Linked DNA regions of Ovis aries: region 1 is linked to region 2. A link is a contact called in public Hi-C data. All regions are on one chromosome and are shown on one strand. Each heading gives the region's core, a stretch centred on a gene start, on an enhancer-like site or on the middle of the called end of the contact. The rest is flanking DNA. Distances are from core to core; before and after follow the strand shown. Region 1 has its middle 23 kb from the start of ROBO3. Region 2 holds the start of SIAE (sialic acid acetylesterase).

Region 1 (6,882 bases), core at 4,330-6,829, 140 kb before region 2:
CAACAACAATGAACAAACATAAAACGGCTGGGGAAGTCTCAATATTGATTACATATTGGATGATATATTACAGGTGTGCCAGTGTTATTATGATGGTATTTAATGAGACCTTGCCTTTTAAGACTACACTGAAATATTTACAGAAGAAATATGATTTCTCACATTTGCTTCAAAATTATGAAGGGAGAGAGATGGGGCCAGATAAAGGAAGACTGTCTTCAAATGGACAAGCGCTGAAGCTGGGTAGTGGGTTCATGGAGTCTCATTCTACTTTTCTCTCTAATTTTGTGTGTATTTACTATACAGAATATGCAATTTATCCATAATAGGATGCTGAAGAATACTTAAAGGGTCAACATGTGTCTGTCCTCTCGATTTGGCCCAGCCTCTGCCAGACTGTGGCCTCTATATCTAATGAGCTTCAGTCTCCACTCAACCCTGCCTTCACCCCCGAAGCCTAAGTGGTAAGGCCCTTTATCAGCAAACCTGACTGTCCCAACCTTTCTCTGGTCCCTTTCTTTTCAGGTCCTTTCCCAGAGATGCCCATCTCCCAGCGACGGTGACATCGTGGCAAAGAGGAGCATGACACAAAGCCACAAAGACCAGGGTGGGTTCCCTGAGACGGAAAACACCCAGGATTAGGGAGCTGGGTGTCAGGGGCCGTCACCACCTAGCGCCCTTCGTTTAGTTCCCAACTCCTCTGTCCAATTCCTTAACCTCTAGGTCAAAGATACACACACACCTGTCCAGATCGCCCACCTTTTCTTTCCTTCAGCATTCCAGAGCCCAGACAAAGGTATCGACTGAGCAGGAAAATAAAAAGAGGGCATCTCTTCCGGAACAGTTCGGATTAGAGAAGAGAGTCGTAATCTAGGGAGATGGAGCTTTGAAGCGCGGGAGGGGAGCGGGTCCCCTGACCCGCAGGCCCGAGTGAGAGACCGCGTTGGAGACAGGCCGGTATATTTTTGTGCAGCCTCAGCTAGGTGCATCCCCTCGCCACCCCTTCCTAGGCCGCCTCCTTGAAAGACCCTTCCCCCGGCGCGCCCCACGGCTCTAGCTGCTCATTTCGAATCCACGAGGCCGGCAGGGAGAAGGCTGTTACTCCAACAGAGCGCGGGGGCTGCGGAGCGGACGCGGACAATGGGCAATCTGCGAACCCGCTGGGCGCGCTCTACCCGGGAACGCCCGTCTCTGCCCAGCCCCGGAGGGCCTGGGGGTTCCCTGGCTCCTCCTTCCGCCAGGCCTTGGGGGCCAAGATTGGCGCAGGCGTCGGGGGTTTGGCTGGAGTCGGAGATCGGCTGTAACTGGACGGGGGTGCACCGTGCAGGCCTCTTCCCTCCACCCTCGCGCGCTCCGTCCGGCCCGGGGCTCTGGCGGCCGGCCCTCCCCCGAACCCCCCTCTTTCCACCCCCGCTCCCCGGCCGATCAGGGTAATGAGCCGCCCTCGGCCTGGCCCCCGCCCCATTGTGTACACTGTGGGGGTGAAGCCGGGTCTCCGCGTGCGATGGAGGGTGACCGCGCGCGCGGCTGCGACCCCCGCTTCACACCTGCTCCCCGCCCCCAGCCCGGGGCCGGCGGGGGTGTGTCTTTTCCCTCCCCGCGGGAGGGGCCTCAGCTGGGGCTGCCCTCAGTAAAGAGGCCGTGGAGAGGCCGGCGGCGCCCGAGGAGGGGCTATAAATTTGAAACAGATGCGACCTGACAGGCCCCCAGCCTGGGGAGGGAGGGAGGGAGGGTTGTCCCCCTCCAAGGTCCCATCTTGTCGTCTGCTGCTGAGTTAGACTGCAGATGAGGTAACCCGGGAATTTGGACGAAGGGAGGCCTTCTCCCCCTCCCTACCTAATCCCCCACCTCGTCAGTGTCACCCCTCTTCCGCTCTTTGTGCCCACGTGTGGGGAGGAGGAATGGAAAGCAGGGAGGTGCCTGAATCACCATTGCTTTCCCCTTTAAAAGAGTGATTTCTTCTTAAGAGATTGACAAAGTCTGGCTCTGGCCTGGCACGTTTTGGCAGCAGCTGGAGAAGGCAACGGCACCCCACTCCAGTACTCTTGCCTGGAAAATCCCATGGGCGGAGGAGCCTGGTAGGCTGCAGTCCATGGGGTCACTAAGAGTCAGCAGGACTGAGCAGCTTCACATTCAGCTTTCACTTTCATGCATTGGAGAAGGAAATGGCAACCCACTCCAGTGTTCTTGCCTGGAGAATCCCAGGGACAGGGAAGCCTGGTGGGCTGCGGTCTACGGGGTCACACAGAGGAGCACACGACTGAAGCAACTTAGCAGCAGCAGAGAAAAATATGGCAGACAGCAGAACATGCTTCGCCTGTTCATTCCACACCATTTGAATGCCCATTTTGGCTTCCCTGGTGGCTCAGCTGGTAAAGAATCCCCCTGCAATGCGGGTGACCTGGGTTCCACCCCTCCGTTGGGAAGATCGCCTGGAGAAGGGAGCCGCTATCCACTCCAGTATTCTGGCCTGGAGAATCCCATGGACACGACTGAGCGACTTTCACTTTTACTTTGTACTAAAAGCAACGTAGGGAGGCACAGGCAGCTGGGGTGCAGGGAGAGTAGGAACCAAGGGCAGGAAAACGCTAAGGAATAATGCCTGCCCTGAGGGCTTCCCAGGTGGCTCAGTGGTAAGGAATCCTCTGGCATTGTTAGGAGATGTGGATTCCATCCCTGAGTGGGGAAGATCCCTTGGGGAAGGAAATGGCAACCGACTCCAGCATTCTTTCTTGGGAAATCCCAAGGACAGAGGGGCCTGGCAGGCTTCAGCCCATGGGCTCACAAAAGAGTCAGACAGGACTGAACAGCTAAAGAGCAACAATGCCTGCCCTGCTCTAGGGACTTTAGGTGCTTCGATTGTGTACATTTAAATAGCATTTCCCTTTGGTGAGTACGGTCCTCCCTGGATATCCTCTGGGGATTGGCTCCAGTACCCCCATATCAAAAATCTGACACTCAAGTCCCTTATATAAAATGTCCTAGTATTTGCATATCACCTATGCACATCCTCTTATATACTTTAAATCATCACTAGACTACAACTAATACAACTCCTGTATGCGTGCTTGCTAAGTCACTTCAGTCGTGTCAAACTCTTTGGACTGTAGCCACTACCCTCCCCCAGGCTCCTCTGTCCATGGGATTCTCCAGGCAAGAATACTGGAGTGGGTTGCCATGCCCTCCTCCAGGGGATCTTTCTGACCCAGGGATCCAACCTACATCTCTTCTGTCTCCTGCACTGGCAGGCAGGTTCTTTACCAATAGTACCACTTGGGAAGCCCACAACAACCCCTACTACAGGGTAGATGCTATGTAAGTATACAGTTGCTTTCCTGAAGCAAGTCAAGGTTTGGTTTCTAGAAATTTCTTTTTTTGAATATTTTCGATCCAGGATTGATGGAATCTGCGACTGCAGAACCAGGCAATCCAGAGGACCCGCTGTAGTATTCTCCCCACGCAAGGAGGGAGCAAGCTGCTGATGCTGCCTGGGGTTTCATGGAGTTAGTTTTCAATCCAGGTATCCCGTGAGGTGAGGGGGGGTGAGGGGGGTGCTGCCAGGGGCCTGCTGGTGCACCACACTGCCCAGGAGGTGAGTTGCACCTGTTGCGGATCTGGACGGAAGTGGAGAGAGTTGAAACAGTGTCGGCTGGCACAGCCCTTGCTTATCTTATCAGTCCTGAACACTGCAGCTACTGTTCTGGAGTAGCATGATTCGAAGGCTGAGCCCGCGTCTAAAGATGGTGGTATAGTCACCAATGTGTCCTAGGGTAAATTCGGGGGCTAGTGTCTTAGCTTGGTGCCAAGGTGAGCTGGCAAAAGGCCCTGTGGTGCAGTGTCATCTCCCTTTAGAGATGTTCTCTGCTTCCTCTCCTCTTGCAGGAACCATCACTTCTTCTCTTCCACCCCACCAGTCTCCCTGGTCCATACCCGCATAGTTTCATAGACTCATGGTTCTCAAACTTTGGCATGTATCAGAATCACCTGGAGAGCTTGTTAAAAACACGCCAAGGGGGAAAAAAAAACCCACTCCCAGAGGGACTTCCCTGGTGGTCCAGTGGTTGAGAGTCTACTTGCCAATGCAGGGAACATAGGTTTGATTTCTGGTCTGGAAAGATCCCACATGCCTGAGAACAACTAAGCCCATGAGCCTCAACTACTGAGCCCCTGCCCTAGAGCCCTGGGGCTGTAACCACTGAGCCTGTGTGCTCTAGAACCCGTGCTCAGCAGCAAGAGAAGTCACTGCAAGAAGAAGCCTGCGCACCACATCTAGACAGTAGCCCCGGCTTGCCACAGCCAGAGAAAGCCCCCATAGAGCAATGATACAGGGCAGCTGAAAATAATAAACAGTTTTAAAAACATTGCCAGAGATTATGATGTATTTAGTCTGGGAAGTCACAGGGCCTGGGAATTTGCATTTCTAAAAGTTTCCCAGGTGATGGTGGTGGGGATGCCTGGGGCTACAATCTGAGACCACTGGCCTGGAAGGAAGGAAAAGTAAGGGCTGGTGAAAGAGGAAAGAAGTGATCGTGTGCAGTGCTGGAAGACATTATTGGAAGTTCAAGGTCCCCAGAGTCCTGGGGTATCTACTTTCTGTGAGGGATAGATAGACTGAAATCCCCAAGCAATCCTGGGCATATTCCAGAATTAACCTAGGGCATGTGTTTTTTGTCTGGAGATTTAGCACTCCCCCTAATGGACTCAAACAACTCTGCACCCTCCAGTGAAAACCAGAATTACCTATTTTCCCAACCTAGCTTGGTCATCTGTTCATCTCTTTGGCACTAAAGGTGCAGGGATGTGATCTTACACATTTTTGTTTGCAAACTGATTTGCAGGTTTTTTTTTTTCCATGGGAAGGCATTTTATTTTGATGAGCATGGTTTTTCGTGCTCAGTGGTGCTCAACTCCATGGATGATGGTGAATGAATGAATGAATGCTTTCTTCTTTAGGAGAATCCTAACACCTACCAGTCCCTTCCTTCTTACCTTTGCTTCTTCTCCCAGCTGTTCTAAAATAATATGAAAGTGATTTAAGATCCAGATATTTGCTGAAAAATTCTGTTCAAAATATCAGCATCATTATCAAATTAGGAGAATTTGGCTGGTGGCTAAGGAAGCAAGCCCAAGTTAGAGGCTGAGAATGGGTTCTGTAAAATATGTGTTGAGTCACCTCAGCTGCGTCTGACTCTGTGACCCCATGAACTAAAGAGTCCACAAAATTTTCCAGGCCAGAATACTGGAGTGGGTAGCCTTTCACCTTTTCCAGGAGATCTTCCCAACCCAGGGATTGAACCCAGGTCTTCTGAACTGCAGACGGATTCTTCATCAGCTGAGCCACAAGGGAAGCCCTTGTAAAATATATGATTGTATATGATTTTTAATATATATGATTTTTTTTAAAAGCAGTAGAGCAAGAAATTAGATGAGAAAAGCAGGTGACATTTTGTTTCTTGCCACCAGGTGGCAGACCTTGCCCAATCAATGAGAATTAACCCTGGACTTGGAGCCTGGCCTATATACTCTACATTTTTCCACTCAGAACCAGGACAAAGGGCTGTTTCTCTACTTAAATGACTTGGGAACTGAAGCAGGAAGAGCAGTTACTGGAAAATACCTCTGTGACAGCTGCCGAGGTACTTGAGTGATCCCTTGAGTTTCCTCAAGGGCTCTCTGAGACTTCTTAGTTTTTCCTTCTGGGAAAGAGGTCCACCCTGCTCTAGATGTAAGAAAATGGGTTACTTAACTAAGAAAAATGGAAAGAATGTAACTTCAGACCAGAGGTTTCTACATAGGAGGCAGCTCTGACCCACTTCAAGGCCCAGGGCTTGGCTTCTTCCTCCCAGGACCCTCTGGCAGTCAACCTCTATTTCCTACCACCCAAGAGTTCTTTTTCTCTTGCTGGTAGTGAATCTTCCTCAAATTATTAAAATGACCACTTTATTTTAACTCTAAAGTCCACTCTGGAATCTTCTTACTAAATTCCAGTTTTCTGTCTAATGGACACAGGATGGTCTCTCCCAGGTGATCATGACCCTCCCTCAGATGATACTCAACATGTTACAAAACCTAAATCACACAGTAACTTTAGCAAATTACATGCTCATAGCAAGAATATACATTGTTGTTGTTCAGTCACTAAGTTGTGTCCGACTCTTTGAGATCTCAAGGACTATAGCCCACCAGGCTCCTCTGTCCATGGGATTTCCCAGTCAAGAATACTGGCGTGGGTTGCCTTATCTCCTCTAAGGGATTGTCTTGACCCAAGGATCGAACCCCACGTCTCCTACATTGACAGGTGGATTCTTTACCACTCAGCCACCAGGGAAGCCCAAGAATATTCATATGTGTGTTAAAATAGATACACAGTGTCTTACAGGAGAGCTCAATGAATGTTTTGGGAGAAGAGCAGGTGAAGATTCTGTTTCATGCACTGTTTTAATCTCAGTTGTATGTGCAACAGATACTGAGAATATAATAGTACCCACCTCAGGGCTGGAGTCAGAGCAGATCTGTACCTACACAGGAAACAGGAAGTTGTGAGATTGGGATTGACACATATATAGTATTGATACTATGTATAAAATGAATAACTGATGAGAACCTACTGTCTGGCACAGGGAACTCTACTTAATGCTCTGTGGTGACCTGAATGGGAAGGAAATTCAAAAGGGAGGGGATGTATGTACATGTATGATTGATTGATCTTGCTGTACAGTAGAAATGAACACAACATCGTACTCCAATAAAAATTAGTTTAAAAAAGAAAGAAAACAGGAAGTTGCTATACCATTGTCATGTTCTCAAACGCAGGTGGGACATCACCCTCAGCTCATCAGCTTGAGCACTGTTGTTCAATTGCCAAGTCATGTCTGACTCTCT
Region 2 (7,410 bases), core at 4,613-7,112:
TGAGGAAATTAAGTCATTTTTCCTTTGGAGTTTTCCACAGTTTGGATATTTCTAATTCCATTCCCATTATGATTTTTTAACAAGTTCACTTGCCTTTGAATTTCCTATATATTTCCAGTTAGATCTACAGGTTTGATCTGATTCAGGTTTTTTTTTTTTTTTTTTTTTTTCCCAAGAATACTTTATAGGTAGCATGGTATAATTCTGTTAGGAAATATATATCTGGTTGTTTCTCTTTTTCACTGTTTTTATGGGCCTGTTGATGAAGACTCGCTTAGATAATTTCTTTAGGGATAGCAAAATGGCAGTGTTCTAATTTGATTATTACTTCTCTGTTTCTGGAGTATGCAACAAAAAATACTTTACCTATTTGGTTACTCTGAAATACAGTTCTCAGAGTAAAGGCAGGTTAGAGATTTGACTATTTACCAATTTTTAGATAGTAAGTAAGTTCCTTAGGATCCTCTCAAGGAGTTTTTTGTTGTTGTTTGTTTTGCTTTCCAGTAAATAATTATGAACTAATGAACATTTAAGAAATGGAATGAATTTCAATCCCCTGCATTTATTCATCTTACTGATGTTCTAGTCGTCCAAAATTGGCCAGTATGAGCTTATTCAGGTGTTCAGATGTTCCCTGAGTCCTATGGAAACAACTCTAATAATTCTTGATAGTTTTCTTACTTTCTGGTACAACAAGGTGATGAGGCTCATCTTGCATACTTTCTGTTCGGTTCACCGGATTGGTTAGTTCTCCAGGAAGCCCTGGTTTTTGGAAAATGGTAGTTAGAAGCCACAGTCTAGGGACCAAGGGCTCACTGGTACTGGGCTGCTCATTGTTTTGAGGCCTTTAAAAAACTGTATAGAGCTAGAAAATAATATTGTCATTTTTTAAAGAGAAAATACACCATGAAGTCACACTGACACTTTTTGACTCAAATTTAGAATTATGGGAGTTTATTAACTTCTTTCATTTTTGTATTTGTATGTACTTTTTCTTACACTAAAAATCCTATTCCTAATACCAATAGGATAGTTAATTATTTGCTATGTCCTACAATCTGTAAAAACTTTGAAATAACTATACTGTAATATTATTAACAGTGATGAAAACAATTTAATATATTTTTTTAAACATAATTTTGTTTTTAGGCTATATCCATCAGGAATGCACAAAGCACTGTGTTATAAAGTAACATGAATAATTTCTTTTTTCTGTGGTCATATTACCCATTTAATACCAGTTAGGTTCATTTATTTCATTTTACTTCTAAATTTAGAAATTGCTATACAATTTTAATTCTATTTTTATAATGATGTTAAACATACATGGTTTGATTTAAGATATAGTCAGAGAAGTCTAGCTTCTATGCTATTCCCTCCACTCTTCCTTCTCCTGGTAGGGGTAAAAACTAATTTTTAGAAAGATTTACTCTCCATTTAAAAATATAAGTGAACAGTTATGCATTCATATCAATACCTCTGTTAGATAATTGGTACATACTAAACATATTTTCTTCTATCTTACTTTTTTCACTTAGTATGCCCTAAAGGTCACTCTATAGCATCATAGAGATCGTCCTCATTTCATTTTTGCTTGTTTTTTACAGCTGTACATTTATTAGTAGTGTAGACTTACTCAAATTTATTTTTAAAAATCCCCTATGATGAATATTTGGGTTGCTTCCTCAAGTAACAATACAATGAAAAGTGTATAAAATACAGGTCAAAGGTAAAAATAGATGTAATTTGGTAGATATTGCTAAGTCCCCTCCTTGTGGTTGTTATCATTTTGTATCTCCTCCAGCAATGTATATGAGTGCTTATTTCCTCTCTAGTGTTGCCTACAATAAACTGACACACTTTTGGCTTTTTGTCAACTTGATGAGTGGAGTCCTGTTGGTGGGTGGTGGAACTTCACTGTAGTTTTGGTTTGGGCTTCTGTTATTCTGTTATCATGGGTTATTTTGAATACATTTTCATATGTTGAGGGTGAGTCATTTGCACTTATTTTTGTGCAAATTGTCTGCGAATATCACTTGCCCATTTTTAATACAAGGTTGTTGTTTTCCTCTCATGATTTTGACAAGCTTTTTATTCAGTATATTGATTAACCTACTGTAATAGAATCTGCAAATTTTTTTCCTGTCATTTGTAGTTTTATTTTCCATGTGGTGATTTTTGTAAAAGTAAAAATCTATTTCTATGTTGCCAATTTTATCAATATTTTCTTTAATTGCTTTTGGATTTTTAACGTATAGTAACTTAGCTTGCAAAAATTTTTCCTCTTTTATGTTACAGAGAAATTCATCCATACTTTCTTCCAGTATTTGTATGGTTTCATTTTTTAAAATGTTTAAATCTCTGATCAATTTGAAACTTTATCCTGGTATAGGATGTAAGAAATAGATCCAATTTAATCTTTTAACATCTTTATCTCAAGATCATTTAATAAAAGCCCACCTTTTCCCTAGAGGTTTGATACCACTTTATGTCATATACTAAAACATTTCCTGTCACAAAGAAATCTTCAAGATTAAGATGAGTAATTACTTATGAGGAATGCTGGCAAGGGAATTCTTGCACTCTGTGAGAGACTAGGCTAGAGGACTCTTTTCTGTCTTTTTGGAAAGGCTAACTTCTGATCCTTGTATCACCTCATTTATATGAGTGGAAATGGGTGTGGTACTTAACATTTTTCAAAATAGTTTTACCCATTTTTTATTAGCTAGAAAGTTTTTATTCTGAGACCATCAATCTGAATCACCAGTTACTTTAATTATCATGATCTGGTGACAAATGACTCCCATGGTTTTGTAATGGGATGTTTCTGAGGTCCAAAATCAAATACACAAAGACTTTTTAGTCAAGTGTTCGTAAAATTGTTATAATAAGAAAATTAATGTTCATTGCAATTCACCTCTTACTCTAAATGATTTCTCTTAATAGATTTTTTTAGTGGCATTAAGTTCCAGATTGGGTAACAAATATTCACACTGACCGGAAATGGAAAAGACCAGCAATTCAGAAAATTGGCAGAGATTCTGAGCTTGGTTAAGGTAGAGCAAAGAGGAGAAGGAGGTGGAGCCATGTAGGGTGTATGGGTGTTATTTCAGTTCAAGCCTCATGGTAGGTTTCCTCCCTCTGCAAAATGATTAAAATGGAATGTTTATTTGCTTTGACTATTTGTTTCTTGTTGTTTAGCCACTAAGTTGTGTCTCTTTGTGACCCCATGAACTGTATCCTGCCAGACTCCTCTGTCCAAAGATTTCCCAGGCAATAATACTGGAGTGGGAGCCATTTCCTTCATCAGGCGATCTTCCTGATGCAGGAATCCAAACCAGCGTCTCCTGCGTAAGCAGGATTCTTTGCCTTTGAGCCACACCTGGGGCACCTTTACTACTCTGTTGGAATACTGTTATCAAACATAATGATAACAGCTTAAACAAAATGGTTGTTCTAGTCAGGGTTTTTAATAGAAACTTAATAGCTGAGAATTTGGAAATTTTACTTATGGAAGTGAAGAAACTCTGCTTTGGCTCTCAGCCGAACAGTTAGCATGAATCTTAGTCTTTGGACAGTATGCGACCTTGGAAATACAGAAAAAGAATATAAATTACTTTCCCAAGCTGGAAGTTCACTTTTCAAAGCAGTTTTTCTCTGTACTTTTATTGAGGAACAGTTTCATATACCCCTGCGAATACCAACTTATTTAATCTGAGTATAAAATTCTTTTTTTTACAACACTTAATAATACTTTCAAGTGAGGAGAGTCAAAATATAAAGAAAACCACAAACCCTCCTCCCGGGAAGAAGAGACTGTCAACTGCCTGGGAGGCATAGGCACAGTATGCAGGAAAAGAGCTAGGCTGGGTGTTTTTAAGAGCCCCCCTTCCACCCCACCTGTCCATGAGAAATACAAAGCAGGTCTGGGTGATAAACTGGTAATCTTCAATAATGTGAATAATGTGATTCAAGGCACCCGCGTGCGTTCTAAGCAACTTCAGTCGTGTCAGACTCTTTGCGACCCCATGGACTGTAGCCTGCCAGGTTCCTCTGTCCATGGGATACTACTAGAGTGGGTTGCCGTGCCCTCTTCCAGGAGATCTTCCCAACTCAGGGATCGAATCCGTGTCTTTTAACTCTCCGGTATTACTGTATTACTGTATTACTGTATAAAGTTGGCACTGTACCACTAGTGCCACCTGGGAAGCCCCTCAAAGGCTGTTTCAAATAACAAGAACTGTTAGTTGAAAGCTCCCTGCCTCATAAAGGATTTCTGTGGAATGATGTTGGTCTTAAACAAGTTCACCATAATCAAACGTTTAGTCACGCTCTCTTGTTTTTTTTTTTAAAGCCTATTTTTAAAAAGCTTACTTTCTCTTTTCTCTAGAAGATTCTCAAAATATGCTGCGGCAAAAGCTGGTATATTGTCCGGTTGCTCCCTCAGAATCTCACGTGTGAGCCCTTCAAGAAGATTTCCAAATCCTTGTGGAATTCGGTAGTGGGTGTTGGAAAACGGAATCGACATCTCCTTGGGAGGACCAGTCTACTGTACCTAGAGATGCATGAAAGAGTTCTGTCTTTAAATTTGTCTCATTTCACTCAAATAATCACAATTAAGACCTCAAATTATTTCTGAGACACCCAAATTTCTGGACTTCAACCCTTTCCCCCCCCAGTACAATCCAAGTCCGTCAATTTCTTCCAAAAAGTTTTTGAAATTTTCCATTATTAGAACATTAAAAATATTTAATAGGTGAAATCATTTTTTAAAAATTACAAAAATCACAAATTTTCACTATGATACTAAGTACTTTCTCCTCTCTCCCTTTAAAAGGGTAATTTTTCCTATCCCACAGGAATTTAGAGAATGATTGCTAAAAATTCATCTTAAATTGCCGGAAAAAACCCTGTTTAAGGTCTTAAAAAAAAAAAGTAAGTCATTGAAACTACTCTAAGTTGTCGAATGAATATGTTTCGGACTTGAGTCGTTTCCCTGGCTTTCACTTCTGAAGTATGACCTAGGATGCCTCGTCGAAGCATCTCTTTATTTGTGGAAGAGGCAGCGGGCCGAGAGAGCTGGGGGCAAGGTCACGACATAGCAATTCTAGCCTCAAAAGGTTTGGGATTTTTACTTTTTTGTTTGTTTTGTTTTCTCTCTTAGCATACAAGGGCCAGATAAGGATAGCTGCTAAGCAGCGGGTTGGGCTACTGAGTCTGCAAACAACACTCAGGGACCTGGCCTGTATGTGACACCATTACTGCCGAATAAGCCCGGAAGTCGTGGTAGGGGTCTCGGTGGGGGTCTAGAAGGCTTAATGACGCCGAATCTGTGGACTTTCTTCTCCTTCTTCTTTTTTTTTTTTTTGACGGAACAGGAGGTGAAGCATTGAATCACTGGTTGTGAAGAGGAAGAAACCCTAGACCGACGTGAGGAGTGGAGGGAGGTCGGAGAGGGACCACAGGTCTCCTGGGGGGCGGGTCGTCGAGGGTCTCGGATTTCAGACTCGCAGAATGGGCTACTGGGTTCCCAGCCTGACCTCGGCTTCCCAGATTGCGGGAGCGGATCCTGAGAAAATACCTGAGACGAAGGGAAAAGGCGAGGTCTCTATTTCGAAGAGGAAATGGGGTAAACCGCCTCACCTCTCCGTTCTCTCAGAGCTGGAGCCGATGGTTCCGGTTGTTTTTTCTCGTTGCCGGGAAACCGTTTCCTCCCCCGTCCCCGCTCCCTCATTCCACTACGGTGGCCGAAGAGAGGCACGGGCCCGCCCAGCGGCCGCGGACGGCTTCGCGAATTGACTGGCCTGGGAAGGGCGGAGTCAGGCTTTTTCCGCCCCGCCCCGCCCCGCGGCCCCGCCCTCGCTGGCGTCCATGCCCCGAGGCCTGCGCGGCGGGGACGGCTTCTTACCGACATGATTGCGTCGGGAATTGTCTTGGGTCTGGTGCTGCGGTTATTCCTGCAGGCCCACGTAAGTGCAGGTGAGGAGGCCGCCCTCGGCCCGACCCCTGCCCATCCGTCGGCCTGCGAGGACTCCGAGATTCCGTGTCCTCCGCAGGACCGCCCCCGGCGCCTGCTTCTCTAGATCGGGCAAGGATCCCGGGGCAGGAACCGGGTTCTACGGCACAGGCCTAGGTTGCAGGTGTCTGCTAGGCCGGAACTCCGGCCCGTCTGCTTCTTCCACTCCCTTCCAGCGCCCTTATGACGCCTTGCGTGGGGCAGCGAGAGAGTTGGGTTTATCGCAGGAGGGGAGGCCCAGGTGTGCCCAGACTGAGGCTCTCAGGGTCTTTAAAGAACTGCGGGGGAACTCGAAGGGGAGGGGGCGAAGCTAGTTAGATAATATTTGGAAACGGGTGACTGAGTCATCCAAAACGTTTCAGTGCTGCCCCCTCAGTGGTACCGTTGGGGAGGGTTTGCCCCGGGTTGGATTCCTTGGGGGAATTAACTTTACTAGTTTAAGTGGTGATGATGGCTAAGACAGAGCCCCCTCACCAGCTCGGAGTATTTAAGACTCAGCTTTGATTCCTGCTCGCGGGCATTGATAGTGGGATAATAGCCGTTTTCTTGGGGAGGAGGATGACTCATTTTGACTATTTTCTGGTCATATCGTGTCGTTTGACCCCGGGCTGGACGCTGGGTCACAGAAAAGAAAGTTTAAGTGGGAGAACAGACTGCGTGCAGAAAAAGGACTCTTGCTCTGTGTATGAATCTGCCAAGTACATAGATGAAGACAAACTGCAGTTCATGAAGGGTTTTCGGGGTTTAACAAAGGCGTAAACTAGCCTCTGTGTATCATTTCCTGATTCATCCCCACACAGTGACGTTTGAGTCCAGTATATGAAGTGGGGAGAAGGGAAAGAGGGCCATTATTAGTTTTTATGTTAAAGGCTGTTAACCGTAACATCAGTATTTATCTTTGCCTTTGGGTCATATTGTTACATAACCTTCATTAACAATGACTTTATTTTTTCATTCATTGATGCTCTAGATTTTCTTTCCTTGGTATTTGGTTGCATATCCGGACTTCTTCAAATCATTCCCTCTCTTCCCATGTTTATCATGTAATATTTGAAATGTACATGAACATATGTAGCAGTGAAGCAATAAAATGAACACCCAAGGGCTTTACACACAATTTAAGAGCTAGACTGTTGCAGTTTTATTGAGACTCCAAGGATATTCCTTCCCAAGGGAGCCAGAAGTAACCACTGCCCTCATGGTGTCAATCTTTTAATGACTACTTTTACCATCCCAGAACACTAATTCTTGTTTTTCTACTCTGACACCAAAATGAAGAAAAAATTGAAGACCTAAAACAAAAAATTCAAATCTTAAGGGTCTTGTAGTTGACAAAAACACTGACCAGTCCCACCACCTTTCTCGTTCTGTTTTGTCCATTGCTCCATTCCTTG

What was found. A called contact is a pair of places that touch in the nucleus more often than the background predicts.
Region 1: a contact with region 2 is called in a Hi-C map of tail adipose tissue, with 4 times the contacts expected there. The contact joins the enhancer-like site here to the promoter of SIAE in region 2. A contact is called at or near these places in 11 of 16 Hi-C or Micro-C datasets (blood, hypothalamus, liver and 4 more).

What each region holds. Positions count from the first base shown.
Region 1 is chr21:25,750,943-25,757,824 of ARS-UI_Ramb_v3.0, reverse strand. No RefSeq gene overlaps it. Among named protein-coding and RNA genes, the nearest start is that of ROBO3, 23 kb to the left of the region's middle. Within about 2 kb of position 5,579, at least 7 of the 54 cell types and tissues checked have an H3K27ac peak or open chromatin away from gene starts, as enhancers often do. A contact at or near this core is called in tail adipose tissue, where this site is marked.
Region 2 is chr21:25,607,168-25,614,577 of ARS-UI_Ramb_v3.0, reverse strand. SIAE (sialic acid acetylesterase) reads left to right here and starts at 5,862. Exons shown (of 10, transcript XM_060404243.1): 1 at 5,862-5,969. It overlaps SPA17 (sperm autoantigenic protein 17), which reads right to left and starts at 5,706. Exons shown (of 5, transcript NM_001009738.1): 1 at 5,644-5,706; 2 at 4,375-4,555. The coding sequence starts at 4,528.